Regions from separate parts of the Triticum aestivum genome. Here region 1 is linked to region 2. Evidence: chromatin contacts called from public HiCAR-type data. All regions are on one chromosome and are shown on one strand. The core of a region is the stretch at or near the end of the contact, and the rest is flanking DNA. Distances in the headings are between cores, read along the strand shown.

Region 1 (2,823 bases), core at 129-2,628, 170 kb before region 2:
CGCGGTGACTCTCTGCAACAAGACACGTGTTGCAAAAAGATTCAACAAGAGTTATGTTTCAAAAAAAGAAGTCAAAAATATTCTGCAACAAGATTTTTGTTGCAAAAAAAAACTTGCAAGACAACCTTGTTACAAATATTCCTGCAACAAGACATGTCTTACAAAAGTTTTTTTTTCCTGACATGAAACACCGTGCATTCGAGAAAACCACCTTATTGGGCCGGCCTACTACCGGGGTGACGTGGGCCTAGCCTCCATTGTTTGCCCAAGTTTGTTGTGTGTGTTAGTGGAACAGACATTATTGGGTTCTTTAGCTCAGAGTGATTTTCATTTTCTTTTCCTAAAAAACAAGGATCATGAGATGGACAGTTTATAGTGGCCTGGCGCATGCATGCCCGGCCGCGTACCAGTGCGTCGACAAACTGGTAGAGCATACAGGAGCACTCCTACTTGTTAATAATAATAATGCAATCGATATCTCGCTGCAAATGATCCTGACAGTGACAGGCGGTCTCCGAATCCTACGATCTGAATTAACTAGGAAATCCAAAGAGATACCGAATCGCGCCAGATTAATCCAGGAGATTTATCATTGCTCGCCTCGCCTGAAAAGGTCGGGACGCGCACAGCATAGCATAGTACACTCTGATCGTGGCCATCTCACTGGGCCGTATCCCCACGACCTCACCTCACAGTCTCGATTACGCGACACGACGATCACACGTACCCGAAAAGCAATCGCTTGTCCAGCTGCAGCTCGAACGATCCATCCAGCACCCCGCATGTGCACCGCACCGGTGGCCGTGGACGTGGAGGCCGGAACACGCCCCACTTGCTCCACTCTGCATTGGCATCTGCGCTGCGACCCTGCAAGTTGCGACCGTACGTGGCCTAAACATGTCGCTAGACAACGCGGGCGTGCTCATGGTTGGCGCCGGAAAGCTCGCCCGCCACATGGACACGGGCACGTAAATAACCCATGCCGCTCGAGGTGATAGTAGGAGTACGTTAGCGGCGGAGCCGGACGTGGAGCATAAACATGGCAGCACGCGGCTGGTTAAACAAAGCCGGCATCCATCTGGCGACCTGCACTTTTGGAAATTATTGCGAGGGCGAGGGGATCCATGTCAAAGCTTGCGGAATCTTAACTAACCCCGACTTGGGATTAGACGGGGCGAGCTGAGAGCCACATGCTTTTTTGCTTTGTGTAATCTCCCTGCTGTTTGGAGTTGATCCAGCGTCTGACTTCACAGCGAGCGAATGCGCCAAAGTGTTTGACATTGCGGCAGCTCATGGGTAACAGTACTACTACAACTTGGTACTAGTATATTCTCCGTTTGTCGCCCTTAGCCTAATCCCTGCCTACAAATGGCCGCATTAAGGCCTGCTTCTTCTTCTTCACCTCCTTCGTCCCAGACAAACTGCTCCCACTAATGAGCGAGCATTAGCCTTGCTTCCTGAACCTGAAACATCCTCCCAAAACATCACTGCAGGTCCGTCGCTCCTGCTCTCTGGCAACTCTGGATGGAATAACTCCTCTGCAAAAGCTTAATTAGGTGCGTGCCCATCCCTGACCAACGTACAGACCCTTAAATTCCGCGCTTGTTTGATGCTCATGTGCATTGCAAAAGTTTGTTCCTTGCTTGTTTCAGTACTCTACTTGTTGCCTGTCCGTGTCTGTCTGCTCCTTTGGCATATTCTGGAAACAAAACTCTGGATCAGTGATATCTTTGCTCCAGAGTTTATTCAGAGCAAACTGCCGTGCACAGCACCATGATTATCTGCACCTCTTAGTTTTCTTTCTTTTCTCTGAGCGCTTAATTGGCTGCTACAGTATCTTCGTTCTGACGCTCAGATCTGAGAAGCGTTCAGCTATGTGCGCAGAGGCAGCTTGACTGCATTTCTCTGTCAAGACTCGACAGCCAGAAAACATTCATATATTCTCTGGAAAAATAGTCCTGCATCTGCTGCTTTCTCTTCAGTTATTATATCATCTACTAGTACCTTTCTAGCGAGAAAAGAAAAAAGAATTGCAAGTCCTAGTACGTGCTCGTCAGCACAGCCATATGGCAACCTGTAGCCTCGCGGAAACGATGGTAGAAGAAACAGGAGCAACTCGTCCAGGACAGATACACAGGCTGTTAGCCATAGACCCATAGTATATGCATCTGGTGTATTAATTATGCAAGCTAAGTTTGACAGATTAGATCTGTTAACCTGTAGGCTGGAACATTTTCGCCGCTAAATCATTTTTCTATATATCTACAACCAAGATTATTATACCCGGTCCAAGCATTAGGTCCACATCATATCAGCAAAGGAAAACGCTGTACCACCGGCCATTTCCCTTCTTCTTTCCAAACCACACCGTCCACTAGTTTTCCCCGTGAACTAGCACTAGCAGCAGTACATGCGATGCGCGTACTAGTCTACCCCAACATGTGAACACGGAAGATCAGTCCACAAAGTGTCATCTTGTTCTACGATCGGAAGCTCTAAAAGTCGAATCAGGCTTCCGTTGGAAAGACGCATGGTGGTGAGGGTGAGTGGGTTATCTGAAGAAAGAAAAGCCTCCAATTGGAGGAGGAGATCGATAGATGCTAAAATAATCGAGGCCACTAGCTCATAGCTCCATCACCCCCCCAACCCAACTCACATGCATCACTGTCCCGCTGCCCCTTTATCCATAGTTCTATGGCACTTGTTGCAACTTAACAACTGTTGGCATGAGAGCGATCAAAGGCTTGTGTTGTTTGTCTAGACGCGTGCGAAGAACCGGGATGTGTTCCACAAGTGACGCCAATTAGGTAGGTCTCCATCTCT
Region 2 (2,909 bases), core at 20-2,519:
AGAGCACAAGCTCCCGTTTCTAAATTTAATTTTTGCACCGAGTTATCTTATATACATTCTGTTAGTCTGCGTACTTATTTAGAGAGCATGGGAATATGATTCTGATAGCTTCTATCTGTTACATGTTACAGTCGACAACTGTGATATCATATATGTCCTAGATGACAAGCTTAATTTAAGATTTTGGTCAGAGCCCACCTAATGCAAGTGTCGGATGATTTTCCGCTGATGGCAAGGATCTAGGACGATTTGGTGGTTCTTACTGCATAGTATTGTTGCTGCTCAATATACAAGTATGACAGTTTCCTGCGAGGGGCTTAAACGGGGCTGCTGGCACCCTCATACAACAGTCCTGCCCTGCCCTCCCAGTTCGATTGTAAGGCTGGGTACATTTTTCACCCTATGTTTAGCTTTTAAATTCAAGCGACTGCATTTATGATTTTTACAGTATAAGCATGGATGATTTGATTGTCTTAGTTCACTTTGTTTCTCCTACTGATAGGACATCTATGGTTTTAAGCATGCTGCCAGTTGCCTGCCACTCGGTGAGAGACCTATGTGATATTATTCTTTCACGGAACCTCATTTGAAGTACCTCTATTCAGGTTACTACTCAATTGATTCTTACAAAATGTTCCGCAGCAACGCGCGGGGAATCATCTAGTTATAAACAAAAATGAAACACACTCTAGGTGGAGGAAAAGTATAAGGGAGAAAGGGGGAAGTCCCGCGGGGCCCACCCACGTACTCATATCACGTGTGGGGTTGAATCGTGGCGAGCGAGTTGGCCAAAAGTTCGGCCAACTGACCAGCTACAAGCGTTTACCAATTTTTAAGGACTCAAAATCAACTGAGATCTTCTATTTGAAACTGAGTCACTCAATTTTGACCAGGTTAACAATATTTAATGCATGATACTTCTTAGTTTTAGAGCCCTCTCATTAAATTGCGGTGTTACATTTGAATTTGGTTTATAATTTTGACTGGGTCAACAATTTCTTAAGGAGCTCTCTTATTCAATTAAGGTAATCAATTTTGGATTTGATTCACGATTTTTATTAGGTAAGCAATTTCTCAATTAATCGGCAGCAACCAGCCTAAAAACACATCGGTCCCGCACATCCTCTCAGTACCTAGAAAATTGAAGCGTCAATATGTGACACTGTAGTTTCAGTATAATACATGCACACACCAACGTAAGAAACTTCCCTATATAAATATGAGTTGACTAGTAGATAAGCCATAATCACACTGCCAAGAAAGCCCACCAGAACACTGCATTATAAAAAACATACACACACACCATCTTCCCCACGCGTCAAACCAAATAACAAACAAAAAATTGAAATCGCAAGAACACAAGCAGCGCGGCAAAGCGCGCTCAACCCTTGCAGTATACACTATGCTTCCTCATTTTTAAGGCCTCACAATTACTTAAGGTATTCAATTTAGAATTGGGTCATACAATTTTGACTGGGTAACAATTTCTCAAGCTCTCCCATTCAATTCTATTAGTTCACTATGTTCCCAAAATTTGAAGCTCTTTCATTCAGTTGTGGTATTCAATATTGATTTGGCTTACGATTTTGACTGGACCAACGATTTTTCGAATCAAGCAGCAACAACCAACATATAAAAACATTTCAATCCCACGCACTCTCCCACCATCTAGAAAAAAAGTGTTGCCATGTGATATTGTAGCATCAATATAGTACATGCAACCACCGACACATAAAAATCCCATATAAATATAGCTTGGTTAGCGGATAACACAAAATCACACCATAAAAGGCCACCAAATCACCGCATTATAAATAAAAATAAAACAGACTCTATCATCTCCCCCACCCGGCAAACTAAATATTCCATTAGTTATAAAATATAAGGGGTGTTAGTTTCTTAGAAAATCAATTTTCTTTAACTTTGACCAAGTTCAGAACAAAAATATCGACATCCACAATATTAAACAAAAATAATATGGAAATTCATTTTGTGATGAATCTAAACCGATGTGATATTATGGATTTTAATATATTTCTCTACAAATTTAATCAAACTTAAAAGGTTTGTCTTTTCAAAAAAAATAACAATACATCTTATACTTTGAAACAGAGAGATTTTTTTTTAAGAAAACCAACAAGACGAACGGCACAGCAAAGCGCGCACAACTCTTCTAATATATCTCAACTGCGATTATTACTGTAATTAATAAACCGGTTAAGGGCATCTACAATGCCAGGAGCTTACATAGGCACTTATGGAAAAAAAATCTGAAACACACCTAAGCGCCTCATCCCTCAACGCTAGACGCTAATTAACTAAACAACGTAGACGCTAAGTGTTAGAAGGAAAATGACCCGCCCGCTGCGTGGTTTGGCGTCGATGCTAGGGTTGACACCAGGATTACACTGGCAACCGCTAATTAAGGATGGCAATTTTACCGGTGGGTACGGGTATCCCCGGATACCATACCCGCATGGGCCGGGTATGGACACAAATTTATATCCATGGGTAGTATCCATACCTTCGTGGTAGGGCATGGGTATAACCTTGTACCCGTGGGTATACCCATTCCCTATCCGTTTAGACTGACCCGTGGACCTGTGTAGCTACATCATGTGGACGGTGGACCTTACACAACTAGGCAAGTACTCATCTCTTCCCCGTAATTAAGCATCACACCTCGTAATCTCCTCTCCCAAAATCAAGGAGAATGAAATCCAAGGAGCCGCCCCTCCCCATTAATCCTGCCATAGCCATACTCATCGAGCGAATCGACCCATCGGCCATCGTCCTGCAGGTGCCTCCGCGAGCATGGAACCGGTGGCGTCGCCACCGGCCTCGAACTCCTGCCTCTAGATCCTCCTCCAGCCCTCTCCAACTTTGGGTCGCGGCTTGCCGGCAGTGGG

Evidence for each region. HiCAR-type assays count read pairs that join an accessible place to other places.
Region 1: a HiCAR-type map of leaf shows a contact between it and region 2, with 2.6 times the contacts expected there. The contact joins the promoter of LOC123045438 here to the promoter of LOC123045434 in region 2. A contact is called at or near these places in 2 of 5 Hi-C or Micro-C datasets (both in leaf) and 1 of 1 datasets of contacts at active chromatin or transcription factors (leaf).

What each region holds. Positions count from the first base shown.
Region 1 is chr2B:458,317,941-458,320,763 of IWGSC CS RefSeq v2.1, reverse strand. LOC123045438 (nuclear distribution protein nudF) reads left to right here and starts at 1,378. Exons shown (of 8, transcript XM_044468492.1): 1 at 1,378-1,556.
Region 2 is chr2B:458,148,294-458,151,202 of IWGSC CS RefSeq v2.1, reverse strand. It overlaps LOC123045434 (zinc finger BED domain-containing protein RICESLEEPER 2), which reads left to right and starts at 1,269. Exons shown (of 5, transcript XM_044468489.1): 1 at 1,269-2,909. LOC123045437 (a long non-coding RNA gene) reads left to right here. Exons shown (of 6, transcript XR_006421409.1): 6 at 132-476.